Linked DNA regions of Sus scrofa: region 1 is linked to region 2. Evidence: chromatin contacts called from public HiChIP or PLAC-seq data. All regions are on one chromosome and are shown on one strand. The core of a region is the stretch at or near the end of the contact, and the rest is flanking DNA. Distances in the headings are between cores, read along the strand shown.

Region 1 (5,413 bases), core at 615-3,114, 130 kb before region 2:
CCCAGGTCGGGGGAGGGGGGAGAGGGAAGGGGCACATACTTGTGAGTTTTATCTCCAGGAGCTCGACCAGAGAAAAACTCTCATGTTTCTGCCGGGGGAGGGGAAAGCAACTTTAGGGTTCACCAGAGCCCTCTGTCCTTCTGAACAAGGTCTGACCTCAGTAGAAACTCTTCCCAGAGCCGAATCCGCTGGGGTTTTATCAGAGCCTCCTCTACCCAGAAGAAGGGAAGTATACAACCCCAGCCCATGGCAGCCGTCTCATCTTTCCTAACAGTGTGAGGTCAGGGGGCGGGGAACAAGGACCACTTGTGAAGGACACAGCCCAGGGCACAGGCTCACCATAGTTGGGATGCCTCCCTACCCCTCATCCCCTCATCCCACCACTACAGGCTTCTTTATCGCAGTTCCTTTACCCAGAACATCACATCCTGTTGTAAAGGGAAATTAGAAAGCACACCAAAGGCAAAACACATAATTTGAAGAGACAGAGCCAGCTTTAGAACCAGACGTGGAAGGGATGTTGAAATGACCAGACTGCGAATTTAAAACAACTAGGATGAAGACAAGGGCTCTAGGAGTTCCTGTCGTGGCTCAGTGGTTAACAAATCCGACTAGGAACCATGAGGTTGTGGGTTCGATCTCTGGCCTTGCTCAGTGGGTTAAGGATTCAGCGTTGCCGAGAGCTGTGGTGTAGTTTGCAGATGAGGCTCAGATCTGGCATTGCTGTGGCTCTGGCATAGGCCGGTGGCTACAGCTCCAACTAGACCCCTAACCTGGGAACCTCCACATGCTGCAGGTGCGGGCCTCAAAAGACAAAAGACAGGAAAAAAAGTATAAACTTCTAGTTAAAAAACAAATGTCATAGTGATGTCATGTACAGCACAGGGAATACAGTCAATAATGTAATAACTCTGTATGATGACTAATGGTTATTAGACTTACCATGATGACCAATTTGTAGTGCATATAAATGTCAAATCACCATGTTGTACATCTCAAACTAATATAAAATTGTATGTCAACTACACTTCAATGAAAACAAGTTTTAATGGAGTTCCCTGGTGGTGCAGTGGGTTAAGGATCTCTAGCATTGTCATTGCAGTGCCTTGTGCTGCTGCTGTGGTGCAGGTTCCATCCCTGGCCTGGGAAGTTCCGCATGCAGCCAGTGTGGCCCCCCTAAATTTTTTGTCTTTTTCAGAGCCACACCTGTGGCTATGGAGGTTCCCAGGCTAGGGTCGAATCAGAGTTACAGCTGCCGGGCTATACCACAGCCACAGCAATGCGGGATCCGAGCCACGTCTATGACCTACACCACAGTTCATGGCAATGCCGGATCCTCAACCTACTGAGTGAGGCCAGGGATTGAACTAATGGATACTAGTCAGATTTGTTTCTGCTGAGCCATGGAAAAAAAAATTTTTTTAAGGAAATCCAGGAGTTCCCGGTGTGGCACAGTGGTTAATGAATCCGACTAGGAGCCATGAGGTTGTGGGTTCGATCCCTGGCCATGAGCTGTGGTGTAGTTTGCAGACGAGGCTCAGATCTGGCATTGCTGTGGCTCTGGCATAGGCCGGTGGCTACAGCTCCGATTCGACCCCTAGCCTGGGAACCCATATGCCACAGGTGCGGCCCCAGAAAAGGCAAAAAAAAAAGAAAAAAAGAAAAAAAGAAAGAAAGAAAGAAAGAAAATCCAAGAAATGTGAGACAACTACAAGAGGTATAAGGGTATAAGATATGCAAAATGGGAATACCAGAAGGTGAAGTAAGAGAAAAAGGGAAATAAATATTTGAAGCAATTACGACTGAGGGACTTTCCGTTGTGGTGCAGTGGTAATGGGGAAGCTGACTAGTATCCGTGAGCACGTGGGTTTGATCCCTGGCCTCATTCAGCAGATTAAGGATCTGGCATTGCTGGGAGCTGTGGTGTAGGTTGCAGATGTGGCTTGGATCCCAAGTTGTTGCTGTATCTCTGACGTAGGCCTGCAGCTGTGGCTCCGATTCGACCCCTAGCCTGGGAACTTCCATATGCTGTGGGTGCTGCCTTAAAAGACAAAACAAACAGAGAAGAAAAAAAAAAAAAAAAAAAAAGACAGCAGACATTACCTCACTCTGGTCAGAATGTCCATCATCAAAAAGTCTACAAATAATAAATGCTACAGAGGGTGTGGAGAAAGGGGAATTTTCCTTTACTATTGGTGGGAATGTAAATTGGTGCAGCTTGCAGGATCCAGGGTGGGAAAAAAACCCTCTCTGCCAAATACCACTGATGTGCTCTGACCAATGATTGCTTCTTCTGATCACAGAGATGCACACAAACAGGTGGATGGTCAAGTTTTTGCATATTCCTCTGTTACTGCAAGTGAATTTGAGGGGATTTAAAGGGCTGGTGCCATTTGTTTCCCCTTCATTTTACTCTTTCCTTTTGGGAACCAAACATTAAAGTCTAGGTCGATCAGAAGCAACCACATATATGGGGGAAATTAACAAATCACCATCGTGCAAAGAGAAAGGCATGGGCTAAAAAAAGACCTGAAATGACCTCAATTTACACCTCAGGCTGATCTGTGGCACAGAGACAGCCTACAACAATCAAAAATAAGGAAGGGATGGAGAGAGAAAGAGAGAGAGGAAAAAAGGATAGAGAAGAAAAGAAAATGAAAATCCTGGAGTTTCTGTCATGGCTCAGCGATAATGAACGTGACTAAGATCCAGGAGAATGTGGGTTCAATCCCTGGCCTTGCTCAGTGGGTTAAGGGCTGGTATTGCTGTGAGCTGTGGTGTAGGTCACAGACGTGGCTCAGATCTGGCGTTGCTGAGGCTGTGGCTGTGGCCAGCAGCTGCAGATCTGATTTGACCCCTAGGTCGGGAACTTCCATATGCCACTGGTGTGGCTCCAAAAAGCAAAAAAAAAAAAAAAAAAAAAAAAAAAAGGAAAGAAAGAAAATGAAAGTCCTGAAGATGGGGGGAGGGAGAGATTCTGATTTCCAGATGTACTGCATTATTAGATTCAAATGTCTAGTTTTCAACAAAGAACCTGGATGGCAGATCCACTTGACAAAGTCTTTAAAACAACTGTCCTAAAGATGCCAAGGAATGAAAAGATGTGAAGTCAAGAAAATGATGCAGGAACAAAATGGATAGAGAAGAACCTGAAAGAAACCAAGAAGAAATTCTCCAGCTGAAAAGTAAAATAACTGAAATGAAAATTTCACTACAGGGATTCAGGGGCATATTTGAATAAGCAGAAGAATCAGCGAACTTCACGACAGGACAACTAAATCCTGGGTCTGTGGAACAGAAAGCAAAAAGATTGGGGCAAAGTAAGATCCAAATGGCCAAACAGCACATGAAAAGATGCTCAACACTGGGGAGATACAAATCAAAGGTATCATTTCCCACTCACTAGGATGCCTACCTTAAAGAAAAAAGCAGAAAATCATGTGTTGGTTAGGATGCTGACACTGGAACACTTGAGCACTCTTGGGAGAAATGTAAAATAGTACAAGTGGTGTGTAAAACAGACTGGGAGGTCATTAAAAAAATTATAAATAGGGAGTTCCGGCTGTGGCACAGCAGCTTAAGGATCTGGCATTGCTCCAGCTGAAGTGTAGGTCCCTGGCCTGGGAACTTTCATATACCATGGGTGCAGCAAAAAGAAAAAAAAAGTTAAAAATAGAATTATCATATGATCCTGCAATTACACTTATGAGGATATACTGAAAAGAACCGAAAGCAAAATCTGGACACCCATGCCAACTGAAAGCAGCATTATTTGCAATTGTTAAAATGCGGAAGCACCCAAGTGTCACTAATGGATGAACAAAATATGTATGTATATGTAATAGATTTTTTTTTTTTCTTTTTAGTTGGACTCTTAACCTGCTGAGCCTAGTCAGGTTCATTAACCGCTGAGCCACGATGGGAACCCCTGTTTGTCATTCTTTCTGCCCACGCCGCCCTGGAGAAGGTGCCCCGAGTCCCATCCCTGCAGATGGACGCTGCCTTCCTGTCATGTGATGCTGTCTCAGGAGCTGGAGGTACATCACTCCAGTCACGGCCCAGGTCATGCTACCAAAGTAACACAACATACGGGAGAAGCCCATCAGTGCAGATTCACAGGATTGGCTCCGAGCATGCAGGTTTGGGTAGAGATGTGGAAGGTTAATGACGCAAGAAAGCACGGAGAAATGTTGAGAAACAGCCTCAGAGTCAATATTCTCAGGCAAGGCATCGGCTCAGATGCTACCTTTTCTTCAAAAATCTGCTTTACATTCCATAAACATGACTAGTGTCCCTTTATTTTATTTTTTATTTTTTATTTTTTTTGTCTTTTTGCTATTTCTTGGGCCGCTCCCTTGGCATATGGAGGTTCCCAGGCTGGGGGTCTAATCGGAGCTGTAGCCACCGGCCTACGCCAGAGCCACAGCAACGCGGGATCCGAGCCGCGTCTGCAACCTACACCACAGCTCACGGCAACGCGGATCCTTAACCCACTGAGCATGGCCAGGGATCGAACCCACAACCTCATGGTTCCTAGTCAGATTCGTTAACCACTGAGCCACCACGGGAACTCTGACTAGTGTTCCTTTAGAATGCCCTCGGCCGGCATCCCATCACAGCCTCTGCCTGGCATAAAGCAGTGTCTCTGAAATGACAGTTTTCTGTGAAATGATATTTTATCATCACGAGAGTGACTTTTTTTCTCCCTTTCTCTCAGTATCTTTAAAGCCTAGCCAAGGCTCATTAAATAATCTCCTCTGAAACTTCTACTATTTTCAAATATCTTGAAAATGGAATAAACCAAGAACCACACAAATGCTCTTGAAGAAGGAACTCTGAGGAAGTTCACAGCTTTGCTCCATTTGTGACCTCAGTGGGCCCAGCGTGTCCCCTTTTGTGGCCATTGTTTAAGCTGTGTGATGTCACTTCATCTTGAATCACAGCTGGGATTGCCCTAAATGGAGATGGGTTTGAATGAGCTACACAATTGTAGCTTAACATTCTTCTTTTTTCAGTGACAACACCGGATCCTTAACTCACTGTGCCACAGGAGAACTCACTGAATTTCTCTTTTTAATTTACAATATATCGAGACATCCTCACGTCACTTTTAGTGTACCTTTTAAATAATTATTTAAATGTGCAGTTTTTGTTTGTTTGTTTTGACTTCACCAGTGGCATGTGGAAATTCCTGGGCCTGGGGTGGAACCTGCACCACAGCAGTGACAAGCTGGACCCTTAACCTACTGATCCACTAGGGAACTCCCAGATTTTCTTTCTTTCCTTCTTTTTTTTTTTTTTTTTTTTTCTTACAGCCACACATGCGGCATATAGAAATTCCCAGGCTAGGGGTTGAATGGGAGCTGCAGCTGCCAGCCTATGCCACATCTATGGCAACACCAGATCCGAGCTG
Region 2 (5,317 bases), core at 1,465-3,964:
CATTGTTTAACAAGTTCACAGAAGTTATTTGCCTTGTGCCTATTGTATTTCTATCTTGAAACATAGACAGGTGGCTGGTTGTAAATGTGAAAACAAGAGGCTAGTTGTTATGTGTCTATCCTGGAGCGCATTTATCTTCTGCTTCAGGTTCATACAATAAATTCAGCCTGATCCTACTTTATTTGCCTTCCACCGTTATTCCACACTCTTTTAAAAAATTGCTCTATAAAGAAGTTCCCGTCATGGCTCAGTGGTTAACGAATCTGACTAGGAGCCATGAGGTTGCGGGGGTTTAATCCCTGGCCTTGCTCAGTGGGTTAACGATCCGGCGTTGCCGTTGCGGTGACCTGTGCTGTGGGTCGCAGACGCGGCTCAGATCCCAAGTTGCTGTGGCTCTGGTGTAGGCTGGTGGCTACAGCTCCGATTAGACCCCTAGCCTGGGAACCTCCATATGCCATGGGTGAGGCCCTAGAAAAGGCAAAAGGACACACACACACAAATTTGCTGTATAAAAAAAAGAAAAAAAAATTGCTCTAAAAAATAATCTCTTTAAAAAAAATCCTTCTATTCAAGCTTCCACCCATATAATCTCTGACCTCCATTGATCTACTTACTGTCTCAAAACCTGTAATTTCTTCTTAAGGTTTGGAGCTTGTAGACACACAGAAACACAACCTGAATGTTGAGAGTTAAGTTTTTCGTTTTTTTGTTTTTGTTTTTTGTCTTTTCTAGGGCTGTACCTGCGGCATATGGAGGTTCCCAGGCTAGGGCTGTAGCCACCGGCCTACACCAGAGCCACAGCAACGTGGGATCTGAGCCGCGTCTTCGACCTACACCACAGCTCACGGCAACCACGGATCCTTAACCCACTGAGTGAGGCTTCCTAGTTGGATTCGTTAATCACTGAGCCATGACAGGAACTCCGAAAGTTAAGTTTTATTTGGGGCGAGATTAGGACTTAAGTCCAGGACAAACTTCTTAGGTAGCCCTGAGAAACTGCTCTGAGGTGAGGGAGGAAGCTAGGATATATGAGTTTTTGCAACAAACAGGAGGTAATAAGAACGAAAGATTTACGGATAACCAGATTTACAGAAGATGATTTATGGAAAACCAGTTTTTGTGGGAAGCCATAAAGGTCTTTGTGTAATCACTCTGTTGATATGGTTTCCTGAGTTCCCTCAGGGCTGACTGGCCCACCCTTGGCAGTAGCTGTTCTCACAGATGACATCTTTTGTTTTGTCCACTAACTTTCCAAAGAGGAAAGGAGGAATATCAAGACATGTCATACAGGTGAAGGGGGAGGTGCATGTAGCCTTGCACACATTTTACAGAAGTTTGCTGCTGGTCTTGTGAAGGTTACTACTAGTCACAGACATTAGTCATCATGAATGAATTTCAGTGTTTTTCTAGATATGAGAAGATGCAATAATTGGGCTCATAAAACCTTCCCCTAAAAATATCTAATAGTCTGAAGATCTGTTCATCCACTTTTCCCAGAGCGCAGAAGCCTCAGTCCTGGTCTCCACCCTGAGCTTAGGTCAGGGGGTACTGTGGGTGGGCAGCTGCAATAGAGGCTGATGGCAAGTGCTAAACTTCAGTTAACAAGCTCCTGTAAATCCATAGGACTTTCATAGACAGTACTTTCTTTGGAAATGAGTGCCTTTGAACTTATAAGTTATAATAGTTCTTAGTACTCATACCTGCAACTCAGGGATTTGGGGCTTTGCCTCTTGAAACGCCAATAGAAACTGACCATTTTTAGTGGTGGGGGGCAGGCACGTGAAGGCACTTCCAGCAAGACCAAGCATTCCCCACCTCCCGGTGGGGGCATCTCCCAGACAGCAGTCCGGCCTCCCTGCCGCAGCCAGACGCACGCCCGTCTGCGCTGCCCACTCTGGTGTGCACCCCCCTGACCCGCTCCAAGCACCGCGTCAGCGAACAGGGGCAGAGGATATTGAGTCAGGACAGAGGCCTGCTGACAGCAGTCTTAACCTTTGCATCCTCCCCAATTTCTACACATCGACAGTCAGTTAACTTTCTTCAGATGGTGGCGGGAGTCCCAAGAGGCCAAGGGACCCCGTGAGCTCAAAGGGCGGGGAAGAGTGAGGCCTCCGAGGGGAAGGACAGGCTCAGGAGGGTCCCGCTGATTGTGACGAGCCCGGGGCGTGACAGCGAAGCGTAACGGCCTAGGGCGTGGCCTCGCGGAATAGGCGGAGCCGAGGCGGGGCGGGCCTCGTAGGGTTGCTCGACCTTGGGCTGGATCTCTTGGGGTACGAAGGACTGGGGCGTGGCCTTACGGGGCTCTGTTGGGCTGAGCGCGGGGGCACACGGAGTTATGGTGGGCAGGGCGTGCCCTCACGGGGCTTGACGGCCGGGGGGAGGGGTGGGGCGGGCCCCCAGGGGTTTGACGGACATGGGGCGGGGCCCGCGGAGTGTAACAGGCGGGGCGGGTGTGTGGCCTCGCGGGGTAGGGAGGGCCGGGGCAGGGAAGGTCTGAGGATTATGAGGCTGGGGGGCGGGGCCTGGAAGGGAGTCTCACGGACTGGGGCGGGGCCTCGCGGGGTATATAAGGGGTTGGGGGGCGTGGCCTCGCCGGGTATGGATGGCTGGGGGCGGAGCTCGCGGGGTATGACGGGCCGAGGCGGGCCCTCGCAGGGTGTGATAGGGTAGGGGTGGGACCCCTCGGGTATGACGGGCTGGGGCGGGGCCTCGCAGGGAATGACGGGCCGGGGGTGGGGCGCCGCGCAGCCCGGGGCGCGCAAGCAGCACGCGGGAAGCACCGCTGCGCGCGCCCTGGCCCCTGGTCCCAGTGGGCTGCGGTCCGCGCGCAGCCGCGCCTCCCTCTCGGAGGCGGGAGGAGCCTGCCGCAGCCATGTTTGTGGCGCGCAGCATCGCGGCGGACCACAAGGATCTCATCCACGATGTGTCTTTCGACTTCCATGGGCGGCGGATGGCCACCTGCTCCAGCGACCAGAGCGTCAAGGTGCGCGCGGGGCCGAGCCCGGAAGTGGGGCAGGAGCGTGCGGGGCCCGCCATTGGAGCGGAGAGGCGCGTGGAGAGTTCGGTCCTCCCGATGTGAGGCGTACTCCTGGGCACGAGGCCTGGAGGTCGGCCGGTGGGCAGCCTCTGTCTTCCCCCCGGGTATTGTGGGATCACCGTCGCCCGAGGCCGCAGGGGGCGCGTGCTTGTACGCATCACGGCGGCGTGCGCGCCCCCGCGTGGGGGACGCCGGGCGCGCGGGTCAGCCCTTCTCGGTGGGAGCGCTGTGGCTGGCCCGTACCCGGGCCCTGGGTCCCAGAGTCGCCATCCGCGCCGTTTGGGTTTGTCCTCGCGGCGTCCCCGCCCTTCCGCAGACAGGCCGCGCGGTGAGAGCTCGCTCCTCCGGCTGTCGAGTTGGCTTGCGAGGGGCTGGCCCTCCGCCCTCCGTTTGGGTATAGCGTTAATGTCTGTTAACAGAACAGGTTTCCTTACCCGCTGAGTACTCGGTCTTCTAGTAGCTTTGTGCGCCAGCAGTGTTGCAGTGAAAATCATCATTAACTTAGCTTGTTGTATTTCTCCGGTGATTGCCTTAGGCACATTCCAGTAGAGAAATGAGTGCATCTTTTAAAAGCTTTTGAGAATAATCTGTAGATTGCCTTGTTGGGCTTGTATTACAACCGACGTAGAAGAGTATTGTGTTATTATCGTCCATGTCGGGCATCATCAGTGCAGTTCAAATTTTTGTTGTTTTGTTGTAGTGAGTACATATAACAAAATTCTCAACCACTTTTAAGTATACAGTCCAGTGGTATTAAGTACGTTCATATCTTTGTGCTACCGTCACCATCATCCATCTCCAGAACCTTTTGATTTGGCACTGTGCCCATTAAACATTCACTCAAAAGTCCCCCTGCCCTTGGCACCCACCTATCTGCTTTTTGTCTCTGAATTTGACTCCTCTGGGGACTCCTATAAGTGGAATCTTAAAATATTTATCTTTTTTGTGACTGCCTGATTTCACTTAGCATAATGTTTTGAAGTTTATACATGTAGCATGTATCATGATTGCTTTCCTGTAAAGGAAATATTTAAGTTAAACTTAAAAATTTTCAAAGGCTTATTGTTGGAGTTCCCACTGTGGTACAGAGGGTTAAGGATCTGGCATTGCCACACCTGTGGATTGGATTTGACCCCTGGCCTGGCTGGAACTGCCATCTGCCCCAGACACAGCCGAAAAAGGGGGGCGGGTGCTGAATGTTGTACACACCACGTTTTACTTATCACTCATCTGTTAGTGGAGATGGGTTTCCTCTACATTTTAGTTGTGAATAATGAATGCTGCTATGAATGTGGGTAAACAAACACCTCTTCAAGATCCTGTTTTCAGCACTTTTGGGTGTAGATTCAGAAGTGGAATTGCAGGATCATGTGGCAAATCTTTTTTATTAGAGGAGTTCCCATTGTGGTGCAGTGGAAACGAATCCGACTAGGAACCATGAGGTTGCAGGTTCAATCCCTGGCCTCACTCAGTGGGTTAAGGATCTGGCGTTGCCCTGAGCTTTGGTGCAGGCCTGCAGCTACAGCTCTGATTCAAACCCTAGCCTGGGAACCTCCAAGTGCTGCAGGCGCAGCCCTAAAAAAAAAAAAAAAAAAATTTATTGGCGTATATTTCATTTACAATGCTGTATTAGTTTCAGGTGTATAGCAAAGTGAATCAGTTAAACATGTGTATATGTTTATGTCTATGTATCTATCTATCTATCTTTATCTCAAATTTTTTTCCCCATATAGATTATTGCAAACTATTAAGTAGATTTCCCTGTGCTATACAGTGTTCTTGGGGCAATTCTTTTTTTTTGCTTTTTAGGGCCACACCCGTGGCATATGGAGGTTCCCAGGCCAGGGGTCGAATCAGAGCTACAGCTGCCAACCTGTGCCACAGCCATAGCAATGCCAGATCCGAGCCATGTTGGCGACCTACATCACAGCTCACCGCAACACCAGATCCTTAACCCACTGAGCGAGGTCAGGATCAAACCTGCAACCTCATGGTTCCTAGTCGGATGCATTTCCCATGCGCCACAACAGGAACTCTGGGGCAATTCTATTTTTTTTTTTTTTTTTTTTTTTTTGCTATTTCTTTGGGCCGCTCCCGCGGCATATGGAGGTTCCCGGGCTAGGGGTCTAATCAGAGCTGTAGCCACTGGCCTACGCCAGAGCCACAGCAACGCGGGATCCGAGCCGCGTCTGCAACCTACACCACAGCTCACGGCAACGCCGGATCGTCAACCCACTGAGCAAGGGCAGGGACCGAACCTACAACCTCATGGTTCCTAGT

Evidence for each region. HiChIP or PLAC-seq counts read pairs in DNA pulled down with a chosen protein or histone mark.
Region 1: an H3K27ac HiChIP or PLAC-seq map of alveolar macrophages shows a contact between it and region 2. The contact joins the enhancer-like site here to the promoter of CEP192 in region 2. A contact is called at or near these places in 1 of 5 promoter capture datasets (fetal liver), 15 of 47 Hi-C or Micro-C datasets (adipose tissue, blood, brain and 7 more) and 2 of 2 datasets of contacts at active chromatin or transcription factors (alveolar macrophages and skeletal muscle).

What each region holds. Positions count from the first base shown.
Region 1 is chr6:96,856,007-96,861,419 of Sscrofa11.1, reverse strand. No RefSeq gene overlaps it. Among named protein-coding and RNA genes, the nearest start is that of CEP76, 35 kb to the left of the region's middle. Within about 2 kb of position 1,864, at least 3 of the 83 cell types and tissues checked have an H3K27ac peak or open chromatin away from gene starts, as enhancers often do. A contact at or near this core is called in alveolar macrophages, where this site is marked.
Region 2 is chr6:96,731,197-96,736,513 of Sscrofa11.1, reverse strand. It overlaps CEP192 (centrosomal protein of 192 kDa), which reads left to right and starts at 2,714. Exons shown (of 54, transcript XM_021096019.1): 1 at 2,714-2,983. The coding sequence starts at 2,873.